2 separate regions of the Xenopus tropicalis genome follow, and region 1 is linked to region 2. Evidence: chromatin contacts called from public Hi-C data. All regions are on one chromosome and are shown on one strand. Each heading gives the region's core, a stretch centred on a gene start, on an enhancer-like site or on the middle of the called end of the contact. The rest is flanking DNA. Distances are from core to core; before and after follow the strand shown. Region 1 has its middle 14 kb from the start of skida1. Region 2 overlaps mllt10 (protein AF-10).

Region 1 (3,007 bases), core at 249-2,748, 75 kb before region 2:
TCATTATTTCATTACACAAAATATTAGTTTGCTGCCCCAGAGATCTGCGAGAATAACCTTCTCTCTGTTTATTATGGGATATCGGCGGTTCCCAGATTCCAGTGCAAGATGCATTATAAAGAAGCTGCCCGAACAGATTCAGTATTTGCCGTAAATTCATTATTCTTTCCCCTCTGACAATCCTTTCAGTCCAGCCAAATATCTCAGAAATGCCTAGAATTTTGTGTGTGTAATTTGTACAATCACACAGCTTGTGTCCTGGGGAGACCAGGGTGCAACTGTGAGTGACATGTTTACCTACAGGGGAAAAGGGCCCTTACACACAATTCTCCAGGACCCAGTTCACACAATATATATATAGATATAGATAGATGATTGATAGATAGATAGATGATAGAGATAGATAGATAGATAGATAGATAGATAGATAGATAGATAGATAGATAGATAGATAGATAGATAGATAGATAGATAGATATAGATAGATAGATAGATAGATAGATAGATAGATGATAGATAGATAGATAGATAGATAGATAGATAGATAGATAGATAGATGATAGATAGATAGATAGATGATAGATAGATAGATAGATAGATGATAGATAGATAGATAGATAGATAGATAGATAGATAGATAGATGATAGATAGATAGATAGATAGATAGATAGATGATAGATAGAAAGATAGATAGATAGATAAACTAGTGTGTGTAAATATGAGTAAATTTCTTTTTGGGGAGACGAGGGTGCAACAATTCTACACACAATTCTACACACAATCCTACACACAATTCTACACACAATTCTCCAGGACCCAGTTTACATAATAAATACGGTAAGTTGTGTTGAAATACACAACTGTATATGTTCTACAGGTTGTGCTGGAATCACATCTGCTTTTATACAAACTGAAACAAATAAATCCATACACAGATGACTGATGCACTGGGGCAACTGAAGTTCCAGAGGGGATGCTGGGAGTTGTAGTTAATCAAGGCTTTCTAAACGCAGACTGAAAAGCCCTGAGCTATTTTCTCCTCTTAACATACTGTTGCAAATAATGTGTATATTTTATCATTTATATTTCAGATCAATGTATATTAATGATTTAATACGGGCAATGCGTGTTCTTGTATTTTTTCTGCACAATTTATTTTGACTTCTTTGAATCTGATCAGGGGATGTTCCTGCGTTTTAATCGTTTTGCTGCAATAGGGTGTAAGTAATATACACTGCTAATCTTCATTCATTCTGCCCCAGACTTGTGCAGTAGGAATAGATGGGACGATTGGGCAGAGATAACAATAATGAAAGATTTCTAGCGATCTTGTCTGTTAAACAGGTATTTCCAGGGAATATGGAGTTGGATTAGGGGGGCAGCAGCCTTGTAATCCCAGTAGATGTCCCAGCGCAGCCCCCTCTAATGAGTCCGATTCCCTGAGGTCATACAGTACCCGACTGTCAATCACAGCGACTGATTCAGGGCTGCTATTGTCGCACTCCCACGTCACTAGCCTTCCACTCATTATATGGCACAATAGCCCGGCTCTCTGATCAGTCACACGGAATCTGCCATTATCCGGGGGAGAAAGCGCAGCCCTGATCTTTCACAGGCAGATTCCCCTTGGTGGATCCCATCAGTTCTGCTGCTTTTTGCGCTCAGTACATTTCCAGCCCAGGAACACAAACAGGATCCTTTCTCACAGGGCTTTAATGATTGATGTCACAATAGATTAACAACAACACCCTAAGAGCTAAGGGGAAAAAAAAAACAAAAGGAGCCTTTACTTTTCCTTTAAAAATGTCACATTTCCTATAAATATTCGTATAAACTAAGGGGTGGGGAGTCACTGAAGCTCACAGGAGCTGCTAAATGATTAAATCCAGTTTAATTACAGGGTCCATATTGGTTTCCATGTAGCCACTGCCCGCAGACTATGATTCCCAACCAGGGGGCTAACGCCGAGAGTATTATGGCTAATGCCTTCTCCTTATTTTCTGCTTGTCACTACGAGATAATCATGTGCTAATATGAATCTCAGATAAATGCTGTCAGGCTTCTGCTGCATAGTTATTTATTTGTATTTGTGTAACATGAAATATATTCTGACAATTTGTTCTCCCAAACCTTATCAAAGTAACGATTTCTCCAGCAAAAGCCTATAAATAAAACCTTTGTGTCTGTGTTTGATATTCCCTTTCCCCTCACACAACATAGCAGTGAGCTACTGGTTCTAACTGCATGTTATTTACAATATAATCTATTATTCTCTAATAGGACAAAATAACTTTTGTTGGAATATTTCACTTTGAATTAGGCAGATACAAATTCCAGAAAGATTGCAATTGTGCAGTTCAAAGGAAATACTCTAATGAAATGTGTTTAATTAAAAAAAACTATATATATATATATATAATATATATATATTTTTTTTTATATATATATAGTTAACTCTACTGGAATAATTAGTTACAGATTTCAAACTGATTAATATATATAGTAATCAGCTTGAAATCTGTAACCAATAATTCCATTAACTTCCTTGTATCCCTTTGGACAGAGATGCCAGTTTGTAGGGGAATATTTATTATACCTGTTGTGGAATATGAGGCTGTGGGTACAATGTAAGGGTGAGGGTTATTTGCAAGGAAACAATCATGGGCTGTGGGGCTGTGGGGCTGTAGGGCAGGTGTAGAGGCAGCTCTGGTTTCTATTCTCTATAACTGCACCCAGTCCCAGTAATGCTCCTTTGTTTTATGGAATAAATTGTACCCTGAGTCCTCCAGTTCCTTTTCTGTTTTATTGTTAACAAATGCCGAAGGGGTTTGTGGCTTTGGCCAAATACCTGGGCCTTAAATATGGAGAAACATTTCTCAAAATTAGTGTTTCAAGGGGGATTGTGTTCCATTTATCTGAAGGTTATTATATATTCTTATATGTATAATGTATTCCTTCTCATATCTAAAACCTGACAACCAAGAATATCAGGGGGGTATAAATAGA
Region 2 (3,018 bases), core at 475-2,974:
ATAGACCTTGGCATTTTTAGTACACAGTTTCCCAAACAGCCCCCAATTAGTGAATTTGGGATTCATTTTCTTTTTCTTGCACACAATATTTAGCATTCATTTTCTTTTTCTTGCACACAATATTTAGCAAGTTAAGGGCCCCATTGAGCCACTTAATTATTAACTCATAGGAATGCAGTTTAGAAATAATAAGATTTGTATTCTGACTTGGTTTTGCTAAGCAGAGTTAATAGAGAATGTCTCCTCCCAGTAGCATGGAGCTAAAGTATATATTTTTTTCTTTGCTCAGCTAATGCTGTTAGTGGAAAAGCAGTCTGGGTAGTCCCTTTTCTAATTAAGGAAATGCAAACATCCAATATAATAGGAAAAGCTTAAGGAACTCTTGTCAGCACACTGGCATCCAAAAAGAGTAGAAATTGAGTTTGTTATTGTGTATAATCCTGAGGATTTGGTATGTGGGGCTGGTAGCAGCGAAGGGGTTAAAGGAAGATAGAGTTTCATTGCACACCTGGCAATGATTTGGCCCCACATAGCACTTCCTTCATGCTGGAAGAAGCCCACATAGGGTGAAATGCCGAGTGCACATTGTTCTTTGGGCATATATTTCCTTACTGTGAAAATAATACTAAAATCTAAAAAGCAAAAAAAGGATTTTTTTAAATAAAATTACATTTTTTAGCAGGTTGATCACTGAGATGTATTGCACTGGCAGTAGGTTTAAAAAAGGCCCATTTTGTTTTTATTTAAAAAAAAAAAAAAACAACTTATTTTTGTGGTACTAAGTCCTCCACCGCTGTATCACTTTGGGGCCCATTTATCAAAGTACGATTGGTTGCGATTACAAAAAATTTGTATTTTTTGTAAGTTTTCGAACTGTGAGTATTTTGTACAATATTTTCTTTAATTTGCGCAACTTTTTCGTACTTTGCACAATAATTTGTCGTATTTGTTGCAATGAGTATAAAAGTTTCGGAATTCATTCCAGCTTCGGTATCGTGACTTTCTTTTGGCCAGGTTGGAGCTGCAGAGTGCCATTGAGCCCTATGGGAGGCTTTCCTTGGGCCGGGTTGGAGCTGCAGAGTGCCATTGAGCCCTATGGGAGACTTTCCTTGGGCCGGGTTGGAGCTGCAGAGTGCCATTGAGCCCTATGGGAGACTTTCCTTGGGCCAGGTTGGCGCTGCAGAGTGCCATTGAGTCCTATGGGAGGCTTCCCACATCATGCATTGAAGTGTCAAAGTCAGAAAGGGTTTAGTTCCGTTTACAATCGTTGCAATACAAAAATTTTGTGACTATCTGGTCGCCATTCGCAAATGATCGATTCAATATGAAAATTTCTGAACTTTCGGATCACAAGTACAAAATTTTCGTATTTAGACATTTTTTTTGTAACATTTGCCATAATCAGAAATGATCAGATTTCATGATTTGGATTCATACATTAGTGAATCGGCCCCTAAGTGTTTGGGGTAAATACAGTGTTCAGTAAATAGTGTCTTGAAACAAGGTGCCTTTATCAGAAATGTGTTCTGTTTTTGGCTAATAGGCACATATGCAATATCTTCTAAAGAAGGGCAATAAATGCCCTTTTTGAAAGATGATTGCATATTGCTCCATTTATTACAGAGCAGATACTATCTTGGGTTTCTCATTGGCACCTCTGAAGGCAGCTTGAAAGCTGGTGGGGGAGGATTGTTACAATACAAAAGTTGTTAGTGAAATCCGAACCATCTGGCTGATTATCAGGAATGCTGTGTAACTGCATTCTTTGTGACAGCTTTTCACCAAGATTTACCACGTGTGTCTGTCTGGTATTAAGCCAGCAAACAGCAGAGGGGTGTTTTAACATGTCATGGTTTCTCATTCAGAGGTTAGCGTGGGGATCCAACGCCTGAGGAAGCTCCCTTGCCAACCTTTGAGTCAGCAGGTTTTCTTGTTAATGTTTACCTTTGGCAGTTTCTTGCACTCTTTATTGCAATTCATTTTACTGCGGTGGCTTTTGCTACACAGCTCATGGAGTATGAGGCTGACCCTAAACACAAAGCATTCATTCAAGGCATTAGACCTGTCAGTCATTTATCATCTCCTTGTATTTTCTGGGTGTGATACATCTCTAGCCTTTCTCTTTCTGGTTACTTTTCTTGTCTCTTTCTTTTCCGTACTCTCTCTCTCTCTTTTTTTTTTTTTTTATGTTATTTATTTGCTTACTTTAAACTTGTGAACAGTGCAGTGTTCTCTCTATGCTTTGTGCTCAGAGACACACCCAATTAATGACAATAGTAAGTAGTACAAATTGTACAGTGCGCAGAAAATTCAGTATGTCCATGAAATAAATACATGCATATATTTGCCACCATTCTGTGAGCAAAACAACATTTCTGTGCACACACTCTTCAGGCATCTGACACCAAAGTTTGCGACAAATAAGATCCTGTAGAAATACCATGGGCCTGTGAAGTTTAATTAAAGCAGGAGAAAAAGCTCAGGGTATCAGGGAAGCAAATAACTTTCCTCCTTAAATGTTGATGGAGAGTTCTTTCCTTGAACCCCCTTTAAAACAATTGTATTGTGTGGGTCAGCTGTGTCCATACAAATCTGTTTAGAGATTAACCATCCCCATTGTTTCTCATAGAAAATAAGAGGTAGAACTCGACATACAACAGCCTTTAAAGGGGTAGTTCACCTTTCAGTTAACTTTTAGTATGTTCTAAAATGGCCAATTCTAAGCAGCTTTTCAATTGGTCTTCATTATTTATTTGTTATAGTTTTTTAATTTCTTGCCATCTTCTTCTCCAACTCCTTGCAACTTTCAAATGGAGGTCACTGACCCCGGCCAGAAAACTATTGTTGTGTGAAGCTACAGTTTTCCTGTTATTGTTCATTTTCATAACTTATTTTTGTATTCAGGTCCTCTCCTATTCATATACGTCACTCATTCCAACAATTCCCCACAATTCCCCTGGCTGCTAAGGTAATTTGGACCTTAGAAACCAGATAGCTTCTAAAACACCAAACTGGAGA

Evidence for each region. Hi-C and Micro-C count contacts between places; a contact is called where the count stands out from the background.
Region 1: a Hi-C map of neurula embryo shows a contact between it and region 2, with 2.5 times the contacts expected there. The contact joins two enhancer-like sites. A contact is called at or near these places in 2 of 5 Hi-C or Micro-C datasets (gastrula embryo and neurula embryo).

What each region holds. Positions count from the first base shown.
Region 1 is chr6:27,231,527-27,234,533 of UCB_Xtro_10.0, reverse strand. No RefSeq gene overlaps it. Among named protein-coding and RNA genes, the nearest start is that of skida1, 14 kb to the right of the region's middle. Within about 2 kb of position 1,498, at least 1 of the 11 cell types and tissues checked has an H3K27ac peak or open chromatin away from gene starts, as enhancers often do. A contact at or near this core is called in neurula embryo, where this site is marked.
Region 2 is chr6:27,156,612-27,159,629 of UCB_Xtro_10.0, reverse strand. The region is part of intron 3 of mllt10 (protein AF-10); the gene reads left to right. Among named protein-coding and RNA genes, the nearest start is that of mllt10, 55 kb to the left of the region's middle. Within about 2 kb of position 1,724, at least 4 of the 11 cell types and tissues checked have an H3K27ac peak or open chromatin away from gene starts, as enhancers often do. A contact at or near this core is called in neurula embryo, where this site is marked.